Regions from separate parts of the Sus scrofa genome. Here region 1 is linked to region 2. A link is a contact called in public Hi-C data. All regions are on one chromosome and are shown on one strand. Each heading gives the region's core, a stretch centred on a gene start, on an enhancer-like site or on the middle of the called end of the contact. The rest is flanking DNA. Distances are from core to core; before and after follow the strand shown. Region 1 has its middle 10 kb from the start of SLA-DOB. Region 2 overlaps LOC100155975 (a long non-coding RNA gene).

Evidence for each region. Hi-C and Micro-C count contacts between places; a contact is called where the count stands out from the background.
Region 1: a contact with region 2 is called in a Hi-C map of adipose tissue, with 2.5 times the contacts expected there. The contact joins two enhancer-like sites. A contact is called at or near these places in 14 of 47 Hi-C or Micro-C datasets (adipose tissue, blood, brain and 7 more) and 2 of 2 datasets of contacts at active chromatin or transcription factors (alveolar macrophages and skeletal muscle).

The regions. Positions count from the first base shown.
Region 1 is chr7:25,024,971-25,029,889 of Sscrofa11.1, reverse strand. It overlaps the pseudogene SLA-DYB. Among named protein-coding and RNA genes, the nearest start is that of SLA-DOB, 10 kb to the left of the region's middle. Within about 2 kb of position 1,564, at least 7 of the 83 cell types and tissues checked have an H3K27ac peak or open chromatin away from gene starts, as enhancers often do. A contact at or near this core is called in adipose tissue and retroperitoneal adipose tissue, where this site is marked.
Region 2 is chr7:24,984,712-24,989,287 of Sscrofa11.1, reverse strand. It overlaps LOC100155975 (a long non-coding RNA gene), which reads left to right. Exons shown (of 5, transcript XR_002345629.1): 3 at 1-515; 4 at 937-3,084; 5 at 4,280-4,576. Among named protein-coding and RNA genes, the nearest start is that of SLA-DQB1, 9.8 kb to the right of the region's middle. Within about 2 kb of position 2,852, at least 5 of the 83 cell types and tissues checked have an H3K27ac peak or open chromatin away from gene starts, as enhancers often do. A contact at or near this core is called in adipose tissue and retroperitoneal adipose tissue, where this site is marked.

The sequences.
Region 1 (4,919 bases), core at 315-2,814, 42 kb before region 2:
TTTCTGTTTTGTGAATTAGTTCCTTTGTATCATTTTTTATTAGATTCCACATGTTAGTGATCTCCTATAATATTTTTCTTTCTCTGACTTCATTTAGTATGATAAATGTTGGTGCAAATGGCTTATTTATTTTTATTTTTTGATTTTGGGGGCCATACCCATGGCATATGGAAATTCCCAGGCGAGGGGTCTAATCAGTCCTCTGTTGATGGACATTAGGTTGCTTCCATGTCTTGGCTATTGTAATCAGTGCTGCAGGAACATTGGGGTGCACGCATCTTTTCAAATTATGGTTTTCTCTGGGTATATGCCCAGGAATGGGATTTCTGCATCATTTGGTGGTTCTCTATTTAGTTTTTTAATGAACTTCCATAATGTTCTCCATAGTGGTTGCACCGTGCTGGTGCAATGTAACATGTCCCTTTGTCCTCTGCATGTCCTGCAAATTGGCATCTGGATAGAGAGGAGTTCTATCATTCCTTCTTCAATCCATGCTTCATTGCTTCTATAAAGAGATACTTCCCAGAGTTCGCTTCATGGCTCAGTGGTAAATGAACCCGCCTAGGATCCATGCGGATGTGGGTTTGATCCCTGGCCTTGCTCAGTGGGTTAAGGATCTAGGGTTGCCATGAGCTGTGGGGTAGGTCGAAGACACAGCTCAGATCCCTAGGTGCTGTGGCTGTGGTGTAGGCCAGAGGTTGTAGCTCCAAAGTGACTCCTAGCCTGGGAACTTCCATAAGCCATGGGAGTGGCCCTAGAAAGCAAAAAATGAATAAATACATAAATAAATATAAAAAAAATAAAAAAGAGATACTTCCTTTCATTGACTAGTGGGTTGCCCAGTGGTACTGGAAGGAAATGATTAGCATTGAATTGTTGCCCTGTATTCTCTAGTTTCAAAATTAATGTGTTTTCCCATTATCCAAAGATGAGCAATTAGGTTTTACTTTTTATTTGTTGTATATAATATACTCCGGGATTTATTTATTTATTTATTTAGCCTTTTAGGGCTGCACCCCGGGCATATGGAAGTGCCCAGGCTAGGGGTCGAATTGGAGCCCCTGGCCTGCGCCATAGCCACAGCAATGCCAAGTCTGAGCTGTATCTGCAACCTACACCATGGCTCAGCAATGCTGGATTCTTAACCCACTTAGCCAGGCCAGGGATAGAACCCGCATCCTCATGGGTGCCAGTTAGGTTCCTTAATCGATGAACTAAACTCAAGGATTTAAATGGTGACCTCTCAGGTTTGGGCTTCAGAGTGCTTGGGAGGGGAGGGTGAGGAGGGAGAGGCAGTCACAGGTCTTCTGTGGGTGGAGATTTGGGGGCAGGAAGATCTCCTCTATAGCAACAAAGGAGGGATGAGCTGAAAGGACACGAGATCGTGTCAAAGTGGGGGACATCGTTACAATGCTAGGTTAACCATTAAATACAATTCCAGCTGGATAAAGTTCGGAAATTTAACAATCTGAAACTTCAGCCTACTTTTATGCAAAGATGAGTCTTGCTCCGAGGATGTGATGTGGCACTTCCACCGCCAGATGGAGCTCGAGACCGGAGTTTAAGTTGATTTCTCCCTTCGTGGAGAGAATCCCGTGGAAAACTGACGTTTTCTAAGCGGCTTTCCTCACGTAGCTTTCCGATATTCTTTCTTTGTCATATTATCTCGGTCTGCAAGGCTCTGAAAGGAGCAATGGTGGGGTGGGGGATATGGAAACTCAGCGAAGGGAGAAGAGGTGGTGAGGTTCCAGCCCAGCCGCGGAAGCCCCCTGCTTCCGTCTCCTCAATGTCTGTCTCCTCTCCTCAAACCCCTTCCTCCTTAGGCTGCTGTTCTTAATGGTCGCTGTCGCCGCCTTTATTAGCTGTAGACATAGGGACCTGGGTGAAAGAAATTGAACTTTAATATTCTATAAAATTAACTATGGATGCAAAACCAAATCTGGTTAATTAAGAGTTGACAAGAGAGTTCCCTGGTGGCTCAGTGGGTTAAGGATCCATGTTGTCACTGCTGTGGCGCCAGAAGGATCCTTGACCTGGAAACTTCTGCATGCCAGGGTCTCGGCCAAAAAAAAAAAAAAAAAAAAAAAAAAAGGAGGGGTGAGTGGGTGGGCAGCAGACAGCAAGTGTTAGCGACCATGTGGAGAAAAAAGGGAACCCTCCTACACTGTTGCCCTAAATAGGCAAAAGACAAAAAAAAAAAAAATCACTGTGTTCAAGAAATCAGTGAATACTAAATAAAGGCATTCTTTTCCTGAAAAGTAGGCTAACAAATTAGCTAATTAAACCCAGAGCTGGGATTCTAACAGACAGCTGTTTAATACCTGTTATCTTCCCCACTTTATTTTCAAAGGAGGGACTTCAGCCCGTGGTAAGAATTTTGTTGCCGCCTCACTCTCTAATTGTGTCTCTTTTTCCGCCTAGTGCAGCCTACAATGACTGTCTCCCCAGCCAGGACAGAGGCTCTAAATCAAACTCTGCTGGTCTGTTTGGTGACAAATTTCTCTCCTCGCCAAGTTAGAGTCAGATGGTTCCAGAATACACAGGAGACGGTTCGAGCTGTGTTCACAGCACTTATTCAGAACGGGGACTGGACCTCCCAGACTCACATGATGCTAGAAATAACACCACAGCCTGGAGAGATCTATATCTGCCACGGGGAGCACCCCAGCCTCCAGGGCCCCATCACGGGAGAATGGCATAAGGGCTCCTTCATGGACGCCAGGGACTCCGTAGAAAAGGAAAAGTGGAGTTCCCATCGTGGCGCAGTGGTTAAGGAATCTGACTAGGAACCATGAGGTTGCGGGTTCGGTCCCTGCCCTTGCTTGGTGGGTTAACGATCCGGCTTTGCCGTGAGCTGTGGTGTAGGTTGCAGACTCAGCTCGGATCCCGCGTTGCTGTGGCTCTGGCGTAGGCCAGTGGCTACAGCTCTGATTCGACCCCTAGCCTGGGAACCTCCATATGCCTCGGGAGCGGCCCAAGAAATGGCAAAAAAAAAAAAAAAAAAAAAAAAAGGAAAAGTGCTGGAGTTCCTGTGGTGGCTCAGTGGATTACACACCCAACTACTATTCATGAGGACGCAGGTTCGATCCTTGGCCTCGCTCAGTGGGTTAAGGATCTGGTGTTGCCACAAGCTGTGGTATAGGTTGCAGAAGCGGCTTGGATCCGGTGTTGCTGTGGCTGTGGTGTAGACTGGAAGCTGCAGCTCTGATTCCACCTGGGAACGTCCATGTGCTGCAGCTGCAGCCCCCCAAAACAAAAATAAAAAACAAAAAGTGCAGGGAGGGCCCTGGGTCTGGTGGGGGTGGCGGCTCTCTTCTTTCCTTCCCTTGGGCATATTCCTTGACATGGTTTCTGGACTGGGAGTTATGGACTGGATCCCACTATCTCAAGCTGAAAGGCACAGGCTGAGCACCGATGTCCTTTTCTCCCAGGATAATGGTGGTGGTCCCTCTGCCGAACCCCGCTCCCAGGCTGCCCCGCACCTTCTGAGGTGCTGCTGTTCTGGGCTTTGACATCAAGGCTGGTGCTAGGAGAGGGTCCGAGGGGGTTACAGGCAGACACACCTCCGGAGGAGCTAGCCTCCCCTCCCCCCATCTGCGGTGCCCCCGTGGGGTCTCCGCAGGCCGTCCCCCTCCTCTATTTGGTTTCTGAACACCTCTGCCTCATACGTGCGGAACTGCACTCCCTGTTCCCGATGAGGACACTGTGGGGTGTTGGGGACAGACGCTGACACGCAGGCTGTTACTTCCCAGGGGCACAGTCTGAATCTGCCCGGAGCAAGACGCCGAGTGGAATTGGGGGCCCTGTGCTGGGGCTGATCTTTCTGGGCGTGGGCCTCACCGTCTGCTTTTGGAATAAGAAAGGTCAGGCACCCTAGAGGGAGGAAAGGGGAAGGCTGGGCTGCTTCACTCCGTTGCGGTTTTCATACAAGAAAACCCCCTGTTCATTTTACTTTGGTGACTGTCTCAAGTGACTTTCAGGTGATCTTATTTTGTGACACCTGACTCCTTAGTGTTCGTGGGTGGGAGTGGAGGAAACGACGGTCTGGGGTTGCTCCCTCATTTCCTTTTTTTTTTTTTTTTAAAGGGACACACCTGAGATATATAGAGGTTCCCAGGCTGGGGGTCCAATTGGAGCTGTAACTGCTGATCTACACCACAGCCACAGCAACGTGGGATCTGAGGCATGTCTGCGACCCACACCACAGCTCATGGCAACGCCGGATCCTTAACTCACTGAGTGAGGCCAGGGATCGAACCTATGTCCTCATGGATACTAGTTGGGTTCATTAACCACTGAGCCACAACGGGAACTCCCCCTCATTTCCTTTTGGAGGCTGAGGGAAAGAGAGAGAGGCTGTTTTCCCACTGCCCAGGTTAACCAGTTTTTCTTCCCCTTTCTCTTTTCATCCTTGCCGATGCTGGAATATCCTGAAACTCCATCCATTGGTAATATTCCTATCTTCTTGCCCTCAGCTGGGACACACATAAGCTAGGAAAGGGGTTGAGTGGGTTGGTCTGGACACGCTGACACGCTTCTGTGATTCTGTCCTGGCTTCACGCTACATTAGTTGAGGCAGGGGAAACGTCTGGAACATTCCGTGTAGTGACTGCAGGAAACTTCAGAGATTGTTTCACAGAATAAGACCCAACCCTGGATCTCAGCCATTCTGTGGGGTTTGAATGATGCCCTTGATTCCAGAATTATAGGAAGTGCTCCTCAACTTGCAGGTGGGCGAGCATCTCCTTTCGCTCGTCTTCCTTCCACGTGCCCCTTCTGGCTGCAGGTGTGTGTTCACCTGAGCAGAGTACCATCTGGACTCGGCTCCAGGCCAGGGAATGAGGAGAGGATGTTTTAGCCTCAGGATTAGCCTCAGGGTCCTGAGGCTGCAGACGGGCCCCCAGGAGGGCAGGGCTGAG
Region 2 (4,576 bases), core at 1,603-4,102:
TTAGGGCTGCACCCGTGGCATATGGAGGTTCCCAGGCTAGGGGTCCAATCGGAGCTGTAGCCACTGGCCTACGCCAGAGCCATAGCAACGCATGGCTGGGGCGGCGTGGGGCAGGGAGTGCGTGAGGAGGTGAGGGGTTGAAAGTAGAACTTTTGATCTATGATCCAGCAATTTGACGTCTGATATTTTTCCAATGAACACAGAAACATTACCGATAAAGATAGACTCAACCCTGTATTTATCACAGCATTATTTACAGTAGCAAAGATATGGACGCAACCTAAGTATCTGTCAGTAGAACAGATAAAGAAGATACCACAGTGGAATGTTACTCAGCCATGAAAAAGAATGAAATTCTTCCATTTACTACAACATGGATGGACTCAGTGGGTATTATGCTAAGTGAAATAAGTCAGAGGAAGACGAATACTCTATGATTTCACTTGTTGGTGGAATTTAAGAAACAAATGAACAGAACAAAACAGAAACTGACCCAAGATACAGAGGACAAAGAGGTAGTTGTCAGAAAAGTGGTGGGTGGGGGCCAAAAACATAGTCCGGCAGTTTCCGGCTCCAGGATAATGAGTTAGGAGCAGGGGGGCATCTGTGTGTATGTTCTGTCCCCAGTTGACCACGCACTCTCTTCATGGGTCAGGTCCCTGTGGTCTTGGTCCCAGACCCCCAGTTCTCAGGGACTTATGGACCAGTGTGTTCTCAAATACTAGGGGACAATTGTGGGATGTCTGAAAAAGCCTAAAGCCTCCTTATGGTGGGGGGGGGGCGCTCCCACATCCAGTGTCTGAGTCTTCCCCAAATTTCCAGTTTCTGCTCGGGTCATCTGGGAAAGAGATTAGGGGCAGAGACCGTCCCTAAAGAAAGCCCTGTGCTGGCTTCGAGGTTTCCTTCACGGTGTCTCATTTTTCTCTCCCCTCCTAGTGCAACTGGAGGTGACAGTGCATCCAGAGAGGACCCCGTCCCTGCAGCTCCGCAACCTGCTGCTTTGCTCTGTGACAGGGTTCTACCCAGGGGCCATCGAGATCAGGTGGTTCCGGAACGGGCAGGAGCAGAGAGAGGGGGTCCTGGCCACTGGCCTCGTCAGGAATGGAGACTGGACCTTTCAGACAGTGGTGATGCTGGAAATGACTCCTGAGCTTGGGGACGTCTACACCTGCCTTGTTGATCATCCCAGCCTGCTGAGCCCCGTTTCTGTGGAGTGGAGTGAGAATCAGCTTCTTGTACTTTCGGGGTCCATCTGACTCAAGACGGGTCCTGAGCTACCTCCATGCTCATCCTGGTCAGAACACTAGTTTGTCCGTCCTTCCCTGATCTGAGGGAACCATAGAAATTGGGGTCGTGGGAGGAAACATGCAGAGATCTGTCTTTGTATCTTCCAGACACTAAGGAGGTCTAATCGTCTTGTCCCTTACTTCCAACTTTGGGAACTAGTGTTCCCTACACTTTGATCTTGGTGTTTAAGGGGGATTCTTTTTTGGGGGGGGAGTCATGCCTGATGCCTGGGGAAGTTCCTGGGCTAGGAGTGAAGACTAGATTACACCTGGGTAATATATTTAAATAAAAAGATAAAAGAAGGCATTGCAAAAAGGCATAAAGAGAATCAAGAGAATGACAATCTAATAAACTAGGTAAACAGGTATCAGTGCTTATAATGGTTTCCTACTACAAAACAGATGACCGCCACAGCAGGTTAAAACAATACACATTTGTTTTTTTCATAGTTTTTGTGGGTCAGAGGTCCAGTTATAACCTAAAAACTGGGTCCTCGGAGTTCTTGCTATGGCACAGAGGGTTAAGAATCTGACTCCAGTGGCTCGCGTTGCCGCAAAGGTTAGGGTTTGATCCCTGGCCCATGGCAGTGGGTTAAAGAATCCGGTGTTGCTGCAGCTGGGGCTCAGATTTAATCCCTGCCTGGGGAATTTCCATATGCTCCAGGTACGGCCGTAACCCCCGCCCCCCGCCCCAAACTAGTCTCTTCTTCAGGGTCTCAGGCTGCAGCTGAGGCATTGTTCAGACTGTTGTGTTCCTTACTGGGGGCTCTACTGTCCAAATTCATGCAGGTTGTTGGCAGAATTCACCTGCTCCAGATGGGAGCTCTGAGGTCCCTGATTTCCTGCTCAGTTCCTAGAGGTCACCTGCAGTTTCCTGCCCCATAGCAATCTCCCAGGCTTAGAGCCAGCCAAGGAGAGTCTCTCCAGCACGCTAAAATGAAGTTTTTTGTAAGAAACGTAATCAGGAGTGACAGCCCATCGCCTCTGACCTATAATATCTTATTCACAGACCTCCCGTCACCTTTGACCTATAATATCCTATTCACAGACATCCTGTCACCTTTGCCATATTATCCTGGTTAGAAGCAAGTCACAGGTCCCATTAACTTTCAAAGGAAGAGATTATCCGAGGACTTGATTCATTGGATGTCACTTTAGAATGTGTCTGCTCTCCGGCCTTTGATGAGCCTTGTCCCTTCCACGTGAACAAATCATCGTCCCATTCCAAGTTTCCTTAAAGTCTCATTCCAGTATAGCATCGGATGAAAGTCCGGAATCTCATCATCTGAATCAGGTGCCGGTGAGGAGGAGGCTACTGGTGGTACAACTTTGTGGAGCTGTGAAACTAAGAGGCAGGAGATCTGTCTCCAGTACAGCCAACTTAAAGTTGTCAGGCAGGCGTTGGGTAACTGCTATAAATATTTCTGTCCAAAAAGGAGTTGCTGGTCCATGGCAATTCTGAATTCCAGTTGAGAAAACTCCAGCCAGAGTCCTTGGTTAAATTTCAGAGACTAGGGACAATCCAGGTCTGAAGTGGGAAAGGCCAATGTTTGTTCCTAAAAGGTGGCAACTGGCCAGCTGTTATTTCTCTGACTAGTCTTTAGGGTACCTTGGCTCTCTCTCTGGATTCTTGGCCCTGCCCTATTGGTCAACTTTTTTTTTTTTTTTTTTTTGAGGTCATAGGAGGTAGCCCTTGCTTACAGTGAGTAGTTTCATCAGCCTGCTTCCTGCCAGTGGAATCTGGGGAGTCTGATAGCCTCCTTTCACGTTGTGCTTCCTCCTTTAAATCCAGGCAGCAGTATGTCTTTTTTTTTGTTTGTTTTATTATTTAAAAAAATTATTAAAGTTGATTTACAATGTTCTGTCAATTTCTGCTGCACAGCAAAGTGACCCAACTCTACATCCATATACATTTTTTTTTTCACATTACCCTCCATCATGTTCCATCGCAAGCGGTCAAATATAGTTCCCAGTGCTATACAGCAGAATCGCATTGCTTTTTTAAAAATTTTAAAGCATTTTTATTAAAATTTTTTTATTATAGTTGATTTACAATGTTCCATCAAGTTCTGTGAGAAGTTTCTTAAAACCTTTGGATATCTTCTGTGGATTTTTCGTGATGCGTTCCATCAGACTGAAGCCACATCTAAAAGGACACATCTGTCCTTTTAGCGACAATCACTTCTCTGAGTTGGCCCTGCCGGGATGACTGAGAGGATTGGCGAGCCGCACGTTTCATCTCTTGAGAAGGCTCTTTGCATGACTGAATTCTCTAACTACTTGGTATATAAAAGGATATATACGTATATATATATATGACAGGAAACAGACAGGAAACGGATTTACCTAAAATATCATGAGCCAGAAAACACCGGTAAATATTGGGTGCTGCAGGAAAGGCAGTGTAAGAGAGGTTTTGGGTGAGGAGATGAAAGGGAGGAAAGAGACAAATCTGAGCAGAAGCCAGGAGGAGTGGATAATGGGGAAAGGGGTTGTACGAGGGTGTTATTTTAAAACTTGCCCTTGGATAAGCAATGAGACCGTCCTGTATATAGCACAGAGAACTGCATCTAGTCTCTTGGGATAGACCGTAGTGGAAGATAATAGGAGAAAAAGAATGTGTATATATATATATATGTATGACTGGGTCACTATGCTGTACATACAGCAGAAATTGACGGAACACTATAAATCAGCTATACTCTAATTAAAAAATAAATGAAAAAAACCTTGCCCTATGTGGCATGATTCAATTTTCTCACTGCCACATCCTTGGAGACCTAAATTACATTAAACATTTTAGAATTGTATTTGGTTTTTCTTTTGATATAAAACTGCTAAAGTACACTGATTCACTGGAAGTTCAAGGTCCCTCTTTCCGTCCTAGGACATTGGCAACCACAAGTGTATTAATTGGGCCATGTATACCAGCAGATGGAGACATTGCACTTTAGAAATTCAAGGCAACCTGAACTTTCCCTTCTCCCTTTCAGATGTGGAGTGTGGCATTTCTTCCTAGAGGATGGGAAACCAGCTCGGCCAGCTCTCATTGCCCTGACTAGTCCTTTCACATTTCCAGAATATGTCGAAATCAGAGATGTGGTTTTGGATGTTTGGGAAGCAAAGAAGCATAAAATGGAGCAGAAGGTAAAGCCAGCTTTTGCCTGAAGATGGAGTTCAGTCTTTTTACATGTTGTAGCAGGTAAGAGATTGCTCCTATAAAATCGTGTGCTTTAAAAGAAAATCATCACTGCCATCACTCATGTGCAAGCCACTATCCTTTTTCACAT